4 separate regions of the Sus scrofa genome follow, and all the other regions are linked to region 1. The links are chromatin contacts, called in public Hi-C maps. All regions are on one chromosome and are shown on one strand. The core of a region is the stretch at or near the end of the contact, and the rest is flanking DNA. Distances in the headings are between cores, read along the strand shown. Region 1 has its middle 78 kb from the start of LARP1. Region 2 holds the start of FAXDC2 (fatty acid hydroxylase domain-containing protein 2). Region 3 overlaps SAP30L (histone deacetylase complex subunit SAP30L). Region 4 overlaps FAXDC2 (fatty acid hydroxylase domain-containing protein 2).

The links. Hi-C and Micro-C count contacts between places; a contact is called where the count stands out from the background.
Region 2: a Hi-C map of liver shows a contact between it and region 1, with 8 times the contacts expected there. The contact joins the promoter of FAXDC2 here to the enhancer-like site in region 1. A contact is called at or near these places in 2 of 5 promoter capture datasets (fetal liver and liver), 4 of 47 Hi-C or Micro-C datasets (embryonic fibroblasts, liver and skeletal muscle) and 1 of 2 datasets of contacts at active chromatin or transcription factors (alveolar macrophages).
Region 3: a contact with region 1 is called in a Hi-C map of liver, with 5 times the contacts expected there. The contact joins two enhancer-like sites. A contact is called at or near these places in 1 of 5 promoter capture datasets (fetal skeletal muscle), 1 of 47 Hi-C or Micro-C datasets (liver) and 1 of 2 datasets of contacts at active chromatin or transcription factors (alveolar macrophages).
Region 4: a Hi-C map of liver shows a contact between it and region 1, with 7 times the contacts expected there. The contact joins two enhancer-like sites. A contact is called at or near these places in 1 of 47 Hi-C or Micro-C datasets (liver) and 1 of 2 datasets of contacts at active chromatin or transcription factors (alveolar macrophages).

Annotation. Positions count from the first base shown.
Region 1 is chr16:68,528,054-68,531,859 of Sscrofa11.1, forward strand. No RefSeq gene overlaps it. Among named protein-coding and RNA genes, the nearest start is that of LARP1, 78 kb to the left of the region's middle. Within about 2 kb of position 2,093, at least 27 of the 83 cell types and tissues checked have an H3K27ac peak or open chromatin away from gene starts, as enhancers often do. A contact at or near this core is called in fetal liver and liver, where this site is marked.
Region 2 is chr16:68,357,334-68,361,139 of Sscrofa11.1, forward strand. It overlaps FAXDC2 (fatty acid hydroxylase domain-containing protein 2), which reads left to right and starts at 1,910. Exons shown (of 8, transcript XM_021076711.1): 1 at 1,910-2,084.
Region 3 is chr16:68,703,169-68,706,974 of Sscrofa11.1, forward strand. SAP30L (histone deacetylase complex subunit SAP30L) reads right to left here. Exons shown (of 5, transcript XR_308560.3): 2 at 2,154-2,276. Among named protein-coding and RNA genes, the nearest start is that of SAP30L, 4.9 kb to the right of the region's middle. Within about 2 kb of position 1,608, at least 2 of the 83 cell types and tissues checked have an H3K27ac peak or open chromatin away from gene starts, as enhancers often do. A contact at or near this core is called in liver, where this site is marked.
Region 4 is chr16:68,377,465-68,381,270 of Sscrofa11.1, forward strand. FAXDC2 (fatty acid hydroxylase domain-containing protein 2) reads left to right here. Exons shown (of 8, transcript XM_021076711.1): 5 at 2,994-3,115. Among named protein-coding and RNA genes, the nearest start is that of FAXDC2, 20 kb to the left of the region's middle. Within about 2 kb of position 2,072, at least 2 of the 83 cell types and tissues checked have an H3K27ac peak or open chromatin away from gene starts, as enhancers often do. A contact at or near this core is called in liver, where this site is marked.

The sequences.
Region 1 (3,806 bases), core at 843-3,342:
TCTGGGAACTCCACACGCCACAGGGCGGCCAAAAAAGAAAAAAGAGAAAGAGGTTAATAGCCCCAAATGCAAATAATCCAAATATCCATCAACGGGTGGAAAAAGGAAACTCAAATTGTCCCAATCTTGTGGGGGACGCTCTCCTGCAGTGAAAAGCAATGAACTCTGGTAACGCAGAAACATTATGCTCCGTGAAGAAGTCTCGCCCCAGAGAGTGCCTGCCATGTGACGCATTCAATGAAATTTTGGAAAAGGGAAATCTAAACTTAGGGACAGGGAACAGTTTGGTGGTTGTGTGGTGGGGCTGGAGACGGGGGCCGAGAAATTGGTTACAAAGGGGCGTGAGGGAATTTGGGGGTGTATAATTTCTGAAACTTACTGAATTGTATTCTTAAAAATGGGTACATTTTCTTGTATATAAATGAGACCACCATAAAATTGGTTAAGAAATAAATGATGATTCCCACAAACAAGGAAAGCTTTGAATTTGTCCATCAGAGTGGGCATCATCTTTGGCACCGACCTGGAAAGGTGCTGGTGTTGTGTCATTAAATGAAAAATAAAGGCAGTGACGTAACAACGCTGGTGACATTGAACAGTTACTTTTTTTAGGGCCACACCTGCAGCATGTGGAAGTTCCCAGGCTAGGGGTTGAATCAGAGCTGTAGCCGCTGGCCTACCCCCCAGCCACAGCAACGCCAGATCTGAGCCATGTCTGTGACCTACATCACAGTTCACGGCAACACCAGATCCTTTAACCCACTGAGCAGGGCCAGGGATCGAACCCGAGTCCTCATGGATCCTAGCTGGGTTCATTACCACTGGCTGAGCCACAAGAGGAACATACTGACAATTATTCAGAGCTCTCTGGGGGCTGGGCCCAGGTTAGGTGCCACACATGCATTACTTTGTGTAATCCTGACAACATTCATGCAATACTTTTTTTTTTTTTTTTTTTTTGGCCATGCCTGTGGCATGTGGAAATTCCCAAGCCAGGGATCGAACCTGCGTCCCAGCACTGACTAGAGCCACAGCTGTGACCAAAGCCACAGCAGGGGCGATGCCAGATCCATAACCTCCTGTGTCACAGAACTCTCCTGCGAAGTTTTATAGATGAAAAAATTGAGGCTCAGAGATGAAACTATGAAGCCACATGGTTGGAGCCGATGATATGATTCCAATCTAGTAAGGCTAGCCTATGTGTACAAAAAAATCTGGAGATAACCCCAAACTGGGCCTGGGGATTATGCCTCGGAAACGTCTTATAGGCGCTTTCACTTTCAATGCCATCTCTTTCTGCTCTGTTAAATTTGGTGGAACATGCCTGGACCTTTCTAATCAGAGAAAGCAATATTTTGCTTTAAAAAAAAAAAAAAAAGATTTAGAAAAGTTACTAAAAAAGTTCCTGTCCTGTATCTCCTTGGCCCAGGACCTGGGTACCCTCTCCCCACTGCTCCTTCTTCCAGATGGGGCCACCTGCTTGTCCAGAGTCCCAATCCCCACTGATAAAGGCTGGGGCCCACCGAGCCCCATATCAGGCCCGCACAGCCCCTGCAGTCCCATTCATCTGGTGACCCCAGAGAGGGTGGGCCCAGCCCCAGGAATCAGCAGGTTCCAGGGCCCTGGAGATAAGAGGAGCTTCAGGGGGTGGGTGTACCAGCGGGGCCAGGGTCTGCAGCAGGGGTGTGAGCCAGGGATGCTGGTGGGCCTCTCCCACTGGATGGAAAAGCTGCTAAGACCCAGAGAAGGTGTTACCAGCCTGGTCTGTCTGTGGATGTGACTTTTGTCTGCTGTGTGGCTCTGAGTACATGTCATCCCCTCTCTGAACCCCTGAGGTTCCCCTGAGAGTCTTTGGTTCCAGCCTGCTCCTCTTTTAGGAAGTCACCTGGGCCCCGAAAATACCACTGAGAGTCCCCAGCGTACAGGCCGACAGCAGGATGGACTGTCCTTGGGCCTCCAGGATCAACTCTGAGTGATCCGCGGAGGCCCAGTGTGACCCTGAGCCCTCGCAAACATGCCTGCCTGGTCATGCCCAAGTCGACCGGCCCCAAGGACAAGCCCTGCCACCCAGGGCCAGGCCAAGTCTTGTTTACATGTCCAAAGGTCAGATGCCGCCTTCCAGGGAGGGCCTCAGCGGGTGAGAGTGTGCAGCTGTGTGCCCAGGACTCAGATAAAGTGTGCCCTCGGGAGGGGCGGGCAGCGCCGGGGGAGGGTGGAGTCAGAAGGACGCCCAGCTTGTCGGCAAGGGAGAGCCTCTGCCTGCTCCCTGCTGTGGGCCCTGGGGGTCGCCTCCCCAGCGGCGGGTCCAGGACCACCCTCACGCCCCCTCGCTCCGTGTCCCCGGGCCTAGGACCGCCCTGTACTGCCCATCACCGTTCATCCACCCCCCTGTGCCTCAGTTTCCTCTCAGCTGCGAGGGTGCGGAGAGGGCGGAGGAAGCCGAGGCAGGGTGGGTGGCTGGGGACAGGGGGGCGGAAGGCACTGCACGGGGGAGTCTCTCTCGTTAGCTGTAGCTCCGTGTTGGGGCGTCCCCCCTCCACCGTAAGAGACCCGAGAAAGCCCCCTCGGAGAGGCTCCAAATCACAGGGTGGAGCCTAAAGTCGCCTTCTGCCCTTGAGGCATTTTCCAACGGCTTTCGAATCCTCCCCCCTCCCCTCCCCACTGCCCTATTGTGTCAACAAAAGCCTGGGGGCTTCCATTCTCCTTTCCTTCTTCCATTCCTTTGTGGTGACGGATCTGTACGTTGAAACCTAAAAAGTGGTGCCTCTTCTTCCTTCCTTCCTTTTTCACCTCTCGGCAGCGTATGGAAGTTCCGGGCCATGGATCGAATCTGAGCCAGGAGCAACCTGCGTCGCAGCTGCAGCAATGCCAGATCCTTAACCCACTGCTCCACAGCGGGAACTCCAAAAGTGGTACTTTTTCAATGTGTGTGTGCCCCGTGCACACAGAGAGGGTGTCCACAGAGGATGTCTCTGCCTGGTGGGGCCGGGGGGAGGGGGCGGGGGGGAAAGAGAGCTCTAATTCAACCCCTAGCTTGGGAACTTCCATTCGCCCCTGGGCGAGACCCTAAAAAGACAACAAAACAAGACCGAAAAAAATCCTACTCTCTCTTTTTTTCTTTTACGGCCGCACCTGCGGCATATGGAAGTTCCTAGGCTAGGGGTCAAATCCGAATCCGAGGTGCCGCTGCTGGCCTACACCACAGCCTCAGCCACGCCGAATCTGAACCACATCTGCATCCTACACTGCAGCTCGTTGCAACCTGATTAACCCACTGAGTGAGGCCAGGGATGGAACCACAGCCTCACGGACACTATGTTGGGTTCTAAACCCGCTGAGCCACAGTGGGAACTCCTCCTCTCTCTTTCCTGATAAAGGTAAAAGCCCCTCAGGTATACTGGCGTGGAAAAGTTCCGGCAGGGGTCACACCAAATGATTAATTTAACTCCTGCCATTTTCTTGCTCGGTGACCTCGGCAAGTTACTTAACTCTCAGCCTCAGTTTCCTCTTTTGCAAGTTGATAATCACAGCCCTCCTAAGGTTGTGAGCATTCATACAACTAACAATGGTACATCATTTGGCACATATCAAGCATTCCATAAATATTTAGGGAAATAAGGCAGGAGTCAATATTCAGTGAAATTTATTTTCTGGAATCAAAAGCTCAGCTTTAGGGGGTCGAGGTTTGTCCGCCTGTCTTTGCTGCCACCTAGTGGTCTTAAGTGAGAAAGCACGCATTGGAAGGCTTGCCTGGTCCTTCACTCACTTCAAGGTACAAATTATCCAGGGCCTACAAAGTGCCAGGC
Region 2 (3,806 bases), core at 660-3,159, 170 kb before region 1:
GTGGCTAGAACACAGACGTGGCTCTGGCCCTTGACCTTCCATATGCTGCAGGTGCATCCCAAAAAGAAAAAAAAAAGAAAGTTCAAAGAAAAGAACCAGAAGCAGAGTAGTGGGTAGTGGTCAAGACCAGGAAAGATTAGGGGGAAGATTAGTGTAAGCAATTACATGATAATTAGTTATCAGTAAGTATAAGCAATTAGTATACGAATAACAGAAAACAGAAAAGAATTTTCTGCATATAGTGATCAAAAATGTTTGCAACAACTCAATAACAAACAACCCTGCTGAAAAATGGGCAGAAGACCTAAATAAGCATTCCTCCAAAGAAGACAATACAGACGGCCAAAAAACACATGAAAAGATGCACAACATTGCTAATCATTAGAAAAATGCAAATCAAAACTACCTCGTGCCAGTCAGAATGGCCATCATTAAAAAGTCTACAAATAACAAATGCTGGCGAGGATGTGGAGAAAAGGGAACCCTACTGCACTGTTGATGGAAATGTAAATTGGTGCAACCAGTTTGGAAAACAGTATGGAGGTTCCTCAAAAATCTAAAGATAGAATTGCCATATGATCTAGCAGTCCCACCCCCGGGTAGGCATATATCCAGATAAAACTATAATTCAAAAAGATACATGCACCCCTATGTCCACAGCAGCACTGTTTACAATGGCCAAGACATGGAAACAACCTCAATGTCCATCAACAGATGAGTGGACAAAGATGTGGTGTGTGTATACACACACACACACACACACAATGGAATATTAGCCATAAAAAAGAATGAACTGTGGAATCTAAAATACAATATAGGAGTTTCCATTATGGCTCAGCAGGTTAAGAACCCAACATAGTCGCCGTTCCATCCCTGGCCTCGCTCAGTGGGTTAAGGATCTGGGGTTGCTGCAAGCCGTGGTATAGGTCATAGATGCAGCATGGTTCTGGCGTTGCCGTGGCTGTGACATAGGTCTGCAGCTGCAGCTGCAATTTGACCTCTAGCCCAGGAGCTTCCATATGACACAGGTGCAGCCATAAAAAATAAATAAAAATAAAACACAACACAAATTAACATATTTACAAAACAGAAACAGACTCACAGATATGACAAACAGATTTCTGGTTGCCAGGAGGGAGATAAGGATTGGGAGTTTGGGATTATCGGAGGCAAACTAGTATATGTAAAGGATGGATAAACAACAAGGTCCTACCATGTAGCATAAGGAATTATATTCAGTATATTGTGATAAACCATAATGAAAAAGAATATGAAAAGTTATGTGTGTATGTGTGTATAACTGAAACACTTTGCTGTATAGCAGCAATTAACACATCTTGTAAATCAACTATATTTCAATAAAATATTTTTAAAATAATTCAACCTCTAAAAATAGCAATAATTCTTAGAAAGTTTAAAAATTCAGTTCTTTCCCAAAGTTATCACAATTTCACATCATGCGTCATCCTGTATTCTAATTTCCCCTGTTTCGAAGTATAAACTTAACCTCTCTGGGTATTACTTTCCTGCATCTAGACTCAACCATAGTAGCTGATGCTACTCCCTTGGCTGCCCTCAGCAGCAAAAGAATCAAAAATGAGGAAATGAGGTCCTCCAGTCCATGGAACCTTTCTATCCACTTGAACTGCCCACTTTCCACTCTTCAACATTATCTGATACCCACGTCTCTTATCAAAAGTGCCTCCTACAGGACAGCAACATTTTAAGTTGAGGAAGATGAAGAAAGTTTTTTGAAAAGAAGGAAAAAAGCCCAGAGTTCAGCCGATGCGCTTTTTCCAGTGCTGGTTTAGATTTCACATTTCCTCTTGGCTTTCAGGAGATGTCCTTTGGCAAAAAGGTGTTTTTGTTTCCAGTCAAAACAGACCCAATTTTTTTCTCTTGTCACGTGCCTGGCCAGAGCCAGTTGGCTGCTGTAACATGATCACCTTGGCCAGGATCCCAGCACACCCGTGTATTAACAGGGTGAGGCAGCAGCAGCTCAGCAACAGGGCAGCACCTCACACAGGGGCTGGAGGAAGAGAAAGCGGTACCTCGGAGGTGCTGGGAAACAGTCCACTGCAGAGGTGAGTGCAAGCTGGGAAGCCACGCAGAGAAGCTGGTCACCAAGGTCAGGATGTGTCCAAGTTCATTTAAAGTTCACCCTTCTTCCCTCTACCACCTTTCCGTCTTCTCCACTTACAGTACTGGTGACATGTGCCTCTGAACAATGTCCTGGGATGTTACGTTAGTACACAGAGTTCCCTTCATAGCTCACTAATGTCCTCTGCCTGTGTGCGCACCATCTACCTCCTCTGTAGTCTTGTTTTTCTAGCATTTGACAGGTAATTCTGTCAAATGGACTGGGTTTGGCTTAAAAAGTCCCAAGTCAGAACTTGAAAATCTGAACTGGAAGAGACTGCCAGGATGCAACTGTGGTTGAATTGCTTCTCCTCTCTAATTTGCTGGGGTCACCTGGAAGGGATGGGGCTAATTATAAGACTTAAAATTGCAAGGACCCAAGATAGATGTGTGGGCTAGGAGATGGACAACCATACCAAAGCTGTTTTGATGCAACATAGAGGGATTTATCAACAGCTCTTCGGTGCTAGACTTACCTCTAAGTAAGTGTGGTACACCTCTGAGACACCCACAGAGGTCACTGTGTGAGGGGAATGCAGTGTGCATAGATGGGGTGAGCAACGGACCCGTGGTTTTCAGGGTGCTCATACAGGTCCTGAGAGGCTGAGGCAAGCAAGACAAGACAGACTTGTAGGCTGCTTCAGTTTCATATGCAATTCCAACTACATTTCTCTGGTTGGGATATGAAGATTCAGTTCAATTTAGTAAAGCAAATGTTCTGCTCATTAGCTTCTGACTTTAGAAAGTAGTGCAGGGACAGGTGCTTAAATGTTCAAGAGCCAGTGCTGGACACATTCTGAGGGCAAAAAGCAAGTCTTCTTTTCCTCTTTCATTTATTTAGCAAAAACTTCCTGAGTATCTGCTACAAACCAGGCTTGTGTTTGGTGCTGTGGATCTCACAGTAAATAAAACAGGCAGGCTTTCAGCCTCATGAGCATGCAGTCAAGTGGGGCAGTTAACTCAAAAAGAGTCTTTAAGTACCCACTGCAAAAGCTGCGAAGGGAGCACTGATAAAACTGTCCAGAGACATTTTTTAATTCCAGAGGTAAATGAGAGTCATTTTTGTCTTGGAGTTTAACTCTTTTCTACATGCATTTCATTGTCTTGAATGAATATCGTAACATAAATGTTACTTCATATTCTCCTCCTACATACTTTCTCCCTTAGAAAAATCAAAGTTATACTATTATGCTACTAAACAGAGCCAAGAAGTAGGTCTATTCATCTTTGGATCCCCTGTGGCTAGCATTGTATCTAGCACACAATAAATATTTCTCAAAAGAATGATTAATATCTTAGAAAGCCATTCTCTATTTTACCTTTGGAATTAAAAAAAATAAAAAATAAAAAAACCACACACACAAACACATCCACAATATCCAATCCATTATTTGTGGCTAACAGAGGCTGACCTTGTTCCTTTGCACCCCTTTACAATTCCAATGCCCCCCATGTATTCACTGACATCAGCACCTTCTATACCTTTGGCTAACTCAGCTGGCATATTAGCACTGAATTCAAGTTCTGCCACTAAATAGCTGTGTAATAATGATTATTTCTATGCCTCCATTTCTTCAAGTGGAAAATGAGTGCATCAGAATAGATGAGCAGGAGTTCCTATAGTGGCTCAGTGGTTAACAAATCCGACTAGGAACCATGAGGTTGTA
Region 3 (3,806 bases), core at 358-2,857, 170 kb after region 1:
GCCAGGCCGCACCGAGAGCCCACTATGTGCCTAGCACTACACCAGGTAGGGTGGGGATGGAGAGGACTGCAAAGAAGTCTTAGAAATGGCCACTGCTGACTAGTAGGCTGGGAGGACAGAACAGTGGAAACAGAATTCTGGCCGGGGAGGGGTGGTCCCAGAAGGCTGATGGCAGTGATGAAGCTTTCACTAAGGAGAGGCAGTGCTTAGAAAGGCAGAGAGGAACAGAGCTAGAATAGGGAATGAGAGAAGGCCATGCACGCAGAAAGCCAGGAGGGGAACAGATGGGCTAGGGGGTCAGAGGCACTCATGATGGGTTTTAAAGGTAAGCCAGGCTAGGAGCACGTCTTGACAAGCAGGAGCTATCCAAGCTTGGAGGTGCTGTTCCAGGGCTGGATCTGCTGTGGTTTGTAGGAAGATTGGGACAGGGCGGGGAGCGGGGGGAGGGGGGGAGAAGGGTGTGGCAGAGGAAGATGCTATGGCAATGATCCAGAAATGAGACGGTGGAGTTGAGCTCAGGAGGGGTGGTGATGCTAGTGGCAGGCAGCAGGCGTAGAGGGCAAAGGTAAAAGCAGACGGACATCCTGGAGGAAGACAGGCCAGAGCTGGGCAGACTGGACAGAGGGGCATGAAGGAGGACTGAGGGAAGCGCCGCTATTCTCAAACCGTTCTCCCCTAGGCGCAACCTTCCAGTACGAGAATCCTTAACATCCCTCCAGAGAAGCTCAGAGCTACCGCAGCAAGTGGAAAAATCAGGCTGGGGTCAGGGTTTCTGCCGATGACTGGGTAACAGAGGGGACAGGGCCCTCCTTTCTTTTTTTTTTTTCTAACAAAGGAAGAGAGGAAAGCTGCACAGTCATGAAATATTGAAGGCCCAGAAAGTTGGGCTGCCTTTACCTGCCTCTAAAAGAGATGTTCTTGCTTCAGGCAGGTGGAGAGCACTTAAAAAACAAAATGAATGATCAATATGAGGGACCAAAGTCCTTCATTCTTTTCAAACATTCCTCAAATCTTTTTTTTTTTTTTTTTTTTTGGTGAAAAGCACTTAGAAAGTGAATACATCCATTTCTTTGTAAAATAATAATAATGCTAAAGGCATTAGAAAGATACGGTACACCAATGCTAGAAAAGGGGACACAGGGAGGGGCAGAGGGAAAGGACCGTATTTCCAAAGGTTTCCTTGGCCTCTGCAGACAAAGGCCCGCCTACTCTTTCTATTCCCACACAGTCATTTTCACTCTGCGTGCTAACAGGCGGTTGCCTTATGAAATATTCATGCGTCAAATATTCAATGTACATTATAAACGGTTCTTCTTTTGCTGAGTCTTAAGTGAAAACAATTTAGAGAGAAAAAAATCTGATATTCCTTCCTGTAGCCTTGCTTAATAGAGAGTGGCACCTTCATGGAAAGGCAGTCTTCTGGTTTGAGAAGCCAAGGGCTTATGGTCTAGTGCAATGGTTCTCGGCAGGGGATGATTCTGTCCCTCAGAGGACACTTACAATGTCTGGAGACATTTTTGGATGGTCACGACTCAGGGGGTGGTGTGCCTGGTACCTAATGGACAGAAGCCAGGGATGCTATGAGGCATGGGACAGCCCCACCACAAAGAATGATCTGGCCCCAAGTGTCGACAGTGCCAGGGTTGAGAAACTCTGGGCCAGTGTAACTGACCTTGGACTAGGTCTTTGGGAACAAGCCTAGAGCAAGAATCAGAGCTGGTAGAACCTGACAACTCACACTTTATTTCACAGACCAGAAAAGAGAGGGAAGTGACTTCCCCCAATCCGCAGACACACAGTCTCCAACTTTAAGGGGAAAACAAAGTTAAACAAATCTGGACAGGGTGGTTGTATTTAAGCACTTGTCAGGGGCTTCTTGCAGAAAGGCAGCACGGCTTACTAGAGAGGGCACTAGACTAGAGCCCCCAAACTGTGTGACTGAGTGTCTGTAATACGGTGGGGCAGTTGGACCAGCTGATTTCTAAGCTTCCAGCTCTCAGACTCCATATTACTGGGATTCTACGATTCCCTTTTCAAATAAGCCACAGCAACACCAGGGGACTAGAGTTACCTCGTAGACAGCCCAGGCGAGGGAAGGATCAGATCAGAGCCCACCCTTCCTGCCTTCTCAAGCTGCCGTGTCGGGCTTTTACCTCGGGAATGTCTGTGTCGTGCTCAGGAGAGTCTCCACCATCGTCACTTGTCTTCCTCTTCCTTTTATTTCGTACACTCTGGATGAAGTTTTTGTGGAAATCGCAGATATATAGGTGCCTTACCTGATGGAAAGCAGATTAAAGTCAGAGTTGTCACTCCCATGGAAACAGCACCAGGTACCTGTCAAATTCTGGAGCTTCTCTTCTTCGAGAGGCAGTGGAGAAACAGACGGGAGAACCATCATTTCCACAAGTTTACTACAGGGTTACACAAGGAGACCCCCTCCAAGAGAAGGCTACCGTCACACGAGGCGGTGCACCATAAACCAAGCCCCCCGAATGGCAAGGACAACAAATGGTGCCGACGTGGCCAAGGGCAAGGGCCCTGCAGCTGTGCTAGCCCGGGGGGAGGCCTGACTTTGTAGGTCGTAGGTAGACAAGAAGCATCCCAGATGGGAAGAGCCAAGACTTAAGTTTCAAACGAGGCTGGCAGAATGCGTGTCACTTAGGTGGAGGTGACTGCCTGTGTAGGAGCATCATGAGACATCCAGGCGTGGGGGCCATGAGAAGAGCTTAGACATTCAGACAAGACGGAGTCCCCACCCTCGCCCCCCAGGGTTTTGAAGAAGGGCGTAAGGCAACATTTTCAGATCTGGAGGAGTTGTGAACTTCCAACGAGCTGGAACACATTGGCCCTGGGAGCATGAAAGAAGGGACTGTGGTAAGGGTAGGCGGGACATCCTACTTCACGTTGACAATAGCTACGATGACAGCTCTCTGAACAACTTTCTCTCTGTGTATCAATTTATAATTCCTGCATCATCACACAAGTGATCCACAGAGAAGTGGGAAGAGGTGCAGAAACTGTCACAAAGTGGAACCACAGAAAAGAACCTGGATACTAACTAGCACTGATTTTCTAATGCAGGCTGGAGGCGTGATAGTAAGTGAAGGCGGCAACAACAGCTGAGATGGGAAGAACATGTTTTTATTAAGAATAAAGTACCGGGGTGGCTGGAGGAGCTATTCAAAAACCTAGCAAACTGAATGCCTGTGTAAATGACTTGGGGTTGTTGACACTGAACCAGATGTTGCACAAATGTTCTTGAGAGACTTCTGAATTTCTTCCTCAAATGCTTAAAGATAAAAGGAAGCTGATAGGAAACCAGTGTAATTAATTCAGGCCTTTTCATGGAGAAAATAATGAAAAGTGCTTTTTATTCAGACGAATTAGTACTTTCATGTGGTTGGATTAGTGAGTCAGGAGTAGCTTTAAGTTTATTCTGTGACGGTGTCTTGCAGAGACTGCAGGTATCCAATAAATGCTGTTGCACCTCCAAGCAGCTTAGGCCAGGAAAAGTCCCATTTACATATGGTGACAAATTGGAATAGCTTTGCCAGATTCCACTGTCAAAGGACTTTCAGACACAGCATGTGTCATGGTTTCAAAGAACCCCGTCTAATTGATGTACAAACTACTGGACATGCTTTTATCAGGGAAGAAAGCACACTCACAGCACACTCCACATCCCTGATAGGAAGCTGGCTCTCATGTTAGCTAGTTCCACATGTAAAAGCTGAGAGACTAAGCTGTCCCTCAGATTCACAGAGTGACAGACTTGGAAAAAGAATGGGCAGAAGAAGAGACTCCTA
Region 4 (3,806 bases), core at 822-3,321, 150 kb before region 1:
AGGCCAGGGATCAAACCCACAACCTCATGGTTCCTAGTCAGATACATTTCTGCTGCACCATGACAGGAACTCCTTTAAGGTCTATTTTGTCTGATAGGAGTATTGCCACTCCAGCTTTCTTTTGATTCTTGTTTGCATGGAATATTTTCTTCCATCCTCTTTCAATTTGTATGTGCCCCTAGAAGTGAAGTGGGTCTCTTGAAGACTGCATATACATGGGTCTTATTTTTGTATGCATTCAGCCAGTCTAGGTCTTTCGGTTGGGGGATTTAGTCCATTTACATTTAAGGTAATTATTGATATGTAAATCCAAGCCACGTCTGCGACCTACACCACAGTCACTGCAGTACCAGATCCTTAACCCACTGAGTGAGGCCAGGTATAGAATCATAGAATATATGTATGATTGTTTTAAGTTGTTGGTCTCTTAATGCAAGTGCATCTTCAGTGTCCTGCATTTGTACCCTCTTCTTTTCATGATTTCTGGGTTTTGTAGCATATTTGTGTGTGGATGATTTCCTATCTTTAATGTATGTACGCCTTTACTGGTGAGCCTTGTTATTTTTGGGGTTTTTTTTTGTCTTTTTAGGGCCTCACCTGTGGCATATGGAGCTTCCCAGGCTAGGGGTTGAATAGGAACTGTAGCCTCCCGCCTACACCAGAGCCACAGCAATGCCAGATCCAAGCCGTGTCTGCAACCTACACCACATCTCACAGCAATGCTGGATCCTAAACCCACCGAGTGAGGCCAGGGATGGAACCCACAACCTCATGGTTCCTAGTCAGATTCGTTAACTACTGAGCCACAATGAGAACTCTGATTTGTAGTATTTTTGTTTCTAGTTGTGGCCTTTTCTTTTACATCTAGAGAAAAGTTCCTTTAGTATTTGATGTAAAAGCTGGTTTAGTGGTGCTGAATTCTCTTAACTTTTGTTTATAAAGCTTTTGATTTCTCCTTCAAATCTGAACAAGAGCCTTGCTGAGTAGAGTAATCTTGGTTGGAGGTTTTTCCTTTCATCATTTTAAGTATATCATGCCACTCCCTTTTGGCCTGCAGAGTTTCTGCTCAAAAATCTACTAATAACCTTACTGGGGTTCCCTTGTATGTTATTTGCTTCTTTTCCCTGTTTTCAGTATTTTCCTTTGTCTTTAATTTTGGTCAGTTTGATTAATATGTGTCTTGGAGTGTTCTTCCTTGAGTTTATTTTATATGTTACTCATTGTGCTTCCTGGACTTGAGTGAGTGGGTCCTTTCCTATGTTAGGGAAGTTTTTAGCTATTATCTCTTCAAATATTTTCTTTGACCCTTTCTCTCTTCTCCTTCTGGCACCCCTATAATATGGATGTTTGTGTATTTAATGTTGTTCCAGAGTTCTCTTAGACTGTCTTCATTCTTTTCAATCTTTTTTCTCTTTTCTGTTCCATGTCAGTGATTTCCACTAGTCTGTCCACCTTGCTTATTTGTTCTTCTGCCTCCTGTATTCTGCTGTTGGTTGCTTCTAGTGAATGTATTTCAGTTATTTTATTTTGCATCTCTGCTTGCTTAGTCCTTAAATCTATTTCTTTGCTCAATGTTTCTTGTAATTTATCAGTCTTTGCCTCCAGTTTATTTCCAAGATCTTGAATCATCTTTACTATCATCAGTCTAAAGTCTTTCATGGAAGTTGGTAATCTCCAGTCACTCCCTGTTTTTCCAGGAGATCCTCCAAGAACTAAAGTCAGGTCTGACCCAGATTCCTTTGGAGTGTCTGCTTTGCCTTGAGATCCAGTGCACATGAAAGCCTGTGTACACCTTTCAAGAATGGATTCTCCCTTTCCCCCAGTCCCATGGAGCACCTATGCACAAGCCACACTGGCCCTCAATGCCAAATGCTCCATGGGCTCCTACCCCCCATGCTAGGTCCCCAGGCATGGGAAACTACGCTAGGGCTCAGAACTCTCACTCTTGTCGGTGAGCCTCTGCATGGTAACTCTCACTCTTGTCGGTGAGCCTCTGCATGGAACGAACGTCCCTGGAATCACTGCCAGTAGGGAGGGACAAAGTACTTATTTGTTCACAGTGAGAGGTCAGAGATACTTGGGATGTGACATTACGGAAAAGTGGGACGTGAGCAAAGGTCGTATCTGAATTTGAAGTGTTGATCAGCATTACCTAAAATACCCTGCAGAGCACTGGTGCTGTGAGGCTAATGGATGGTATGGCCATATGATCTGTCATCCAAATGCGACATTTGTGAGAGGCAAGGAGGGGTTATTAATAATGAGGCTGGAATGCCGGATGTAAGTTGAAACCATCCTGGGCAAACAGGGATGCAAGGCCAACCTATTATGAGATATTCTGAGAAAACAGAGTTCTAGGTAAAGGAAACATGGGAAAAGTTGAGTTCAACAAAGTCCAAGAGGAATTCTCAGAGCTGTTACCACACTGGCCTGGACCTTGACTCTCCAAGAGGGCAGGCTCTGAAGATGGTTCCATTGGAAGCCCCTAAGAGACGGGTTTTCCTCTTTGACAGAAGCTAACTGGACGCCTGAAGTCCCTTTGTTCATGTCATGTCCACGGGGATTAGGGGCCTGAGTGCCTGTTGTCAGCCACGCGCCCTACCACACCAAGCTCTTCTTTGGCTTTTCCTGCCCTCGGCAATTCTTAAAGGGCTCGTGGGCACAGACTCGCAAATGTCAACTGAAATTCATTTATATCTAGACTACATCACACATCTTAGCATCATTTTGTATCGTATAGTCTCTATCCACTTAGGTTGTGATCCCCATTTCATAACTAAGAGGAGAAATAGAGACTGCCCTTAAGCGACCTGTCCCAGCTCCCACAGCTAGTCTGTCACCCCAAGACTAAAGTCAGGCCTGTTGTCCCCAAGCACCAAGACCTCCCTGGCAAGGGTCTGTCTAAATGCAGCCTCGGTCACTACCTCGGGAAACAGGTAGGCTTCCAATTCCTGAGGTTGCCCTGACATTTTCCTTCTGCTTCCAAAACTTAGGTGCCACCCAGGTACCTGTTTTTTTCTTCTGGAGCTTTAGTGGACTTCTGCTGGTGGTTGACACAACTGGAAAGCCTAACTTCATCTCCCGCTACCGAATTCAGGTCGGCAAGAATGACCCTGTAAGTGTTGCTGCAGCTTCTCCTGGTCAAAGCACAGAAAATAAGGGCTAAAGCCACACTCTCAAAATGCTCCCGGCTGGCCTAGAAGAGACCATGGCTATTGAGAGCCACATCCCCCTCTTTGGCAGTTAGAGAGAGGACATAATATGGTCCAAATCTCAGAGCCCATCAGTCAAGGTCAATGTCTGGTCTTCTGACTCCCAGACCTCACTCTCTACGTGCCTGGGATGGTCCAGGGCACTGTGCTCACCATTTTAGGAACAGAAATGATTGTCTCAGTGTGGCTGGCACAGTGCATCCCAGAGATGTCAGGCAGTTCCCCGCTCATCTACAGGAGCAGGGACAGCAAAGCCTAGAAGCTGAAACCATGGATAGCAGTTGCTGAAACAATGGATTAAGCCCTTTAAAATATCAATTCTGAATGTGGGGGTGGTGGTTATTTTTTAATCAGGTCTTCCTTCCCAAATTTTTTTTCTTTTTTTTTTGTCTTTTGTGCTTTTTTAAGGCCGCACCTGCAGCACATGGAGGTTCCCAGACCAGGGGTCTAATCAGAGCTGTAGCTGCCGGCCTACGCCAGAGCCACAGCAATGCCAGATCTGAGCCACGTCTGCCACCTACACCACAGCTCACGGCAACGCCGGATCCTTAACCCACTGAGCGAGGCCAGGGATCAAACCCGAGACCTCGTGGT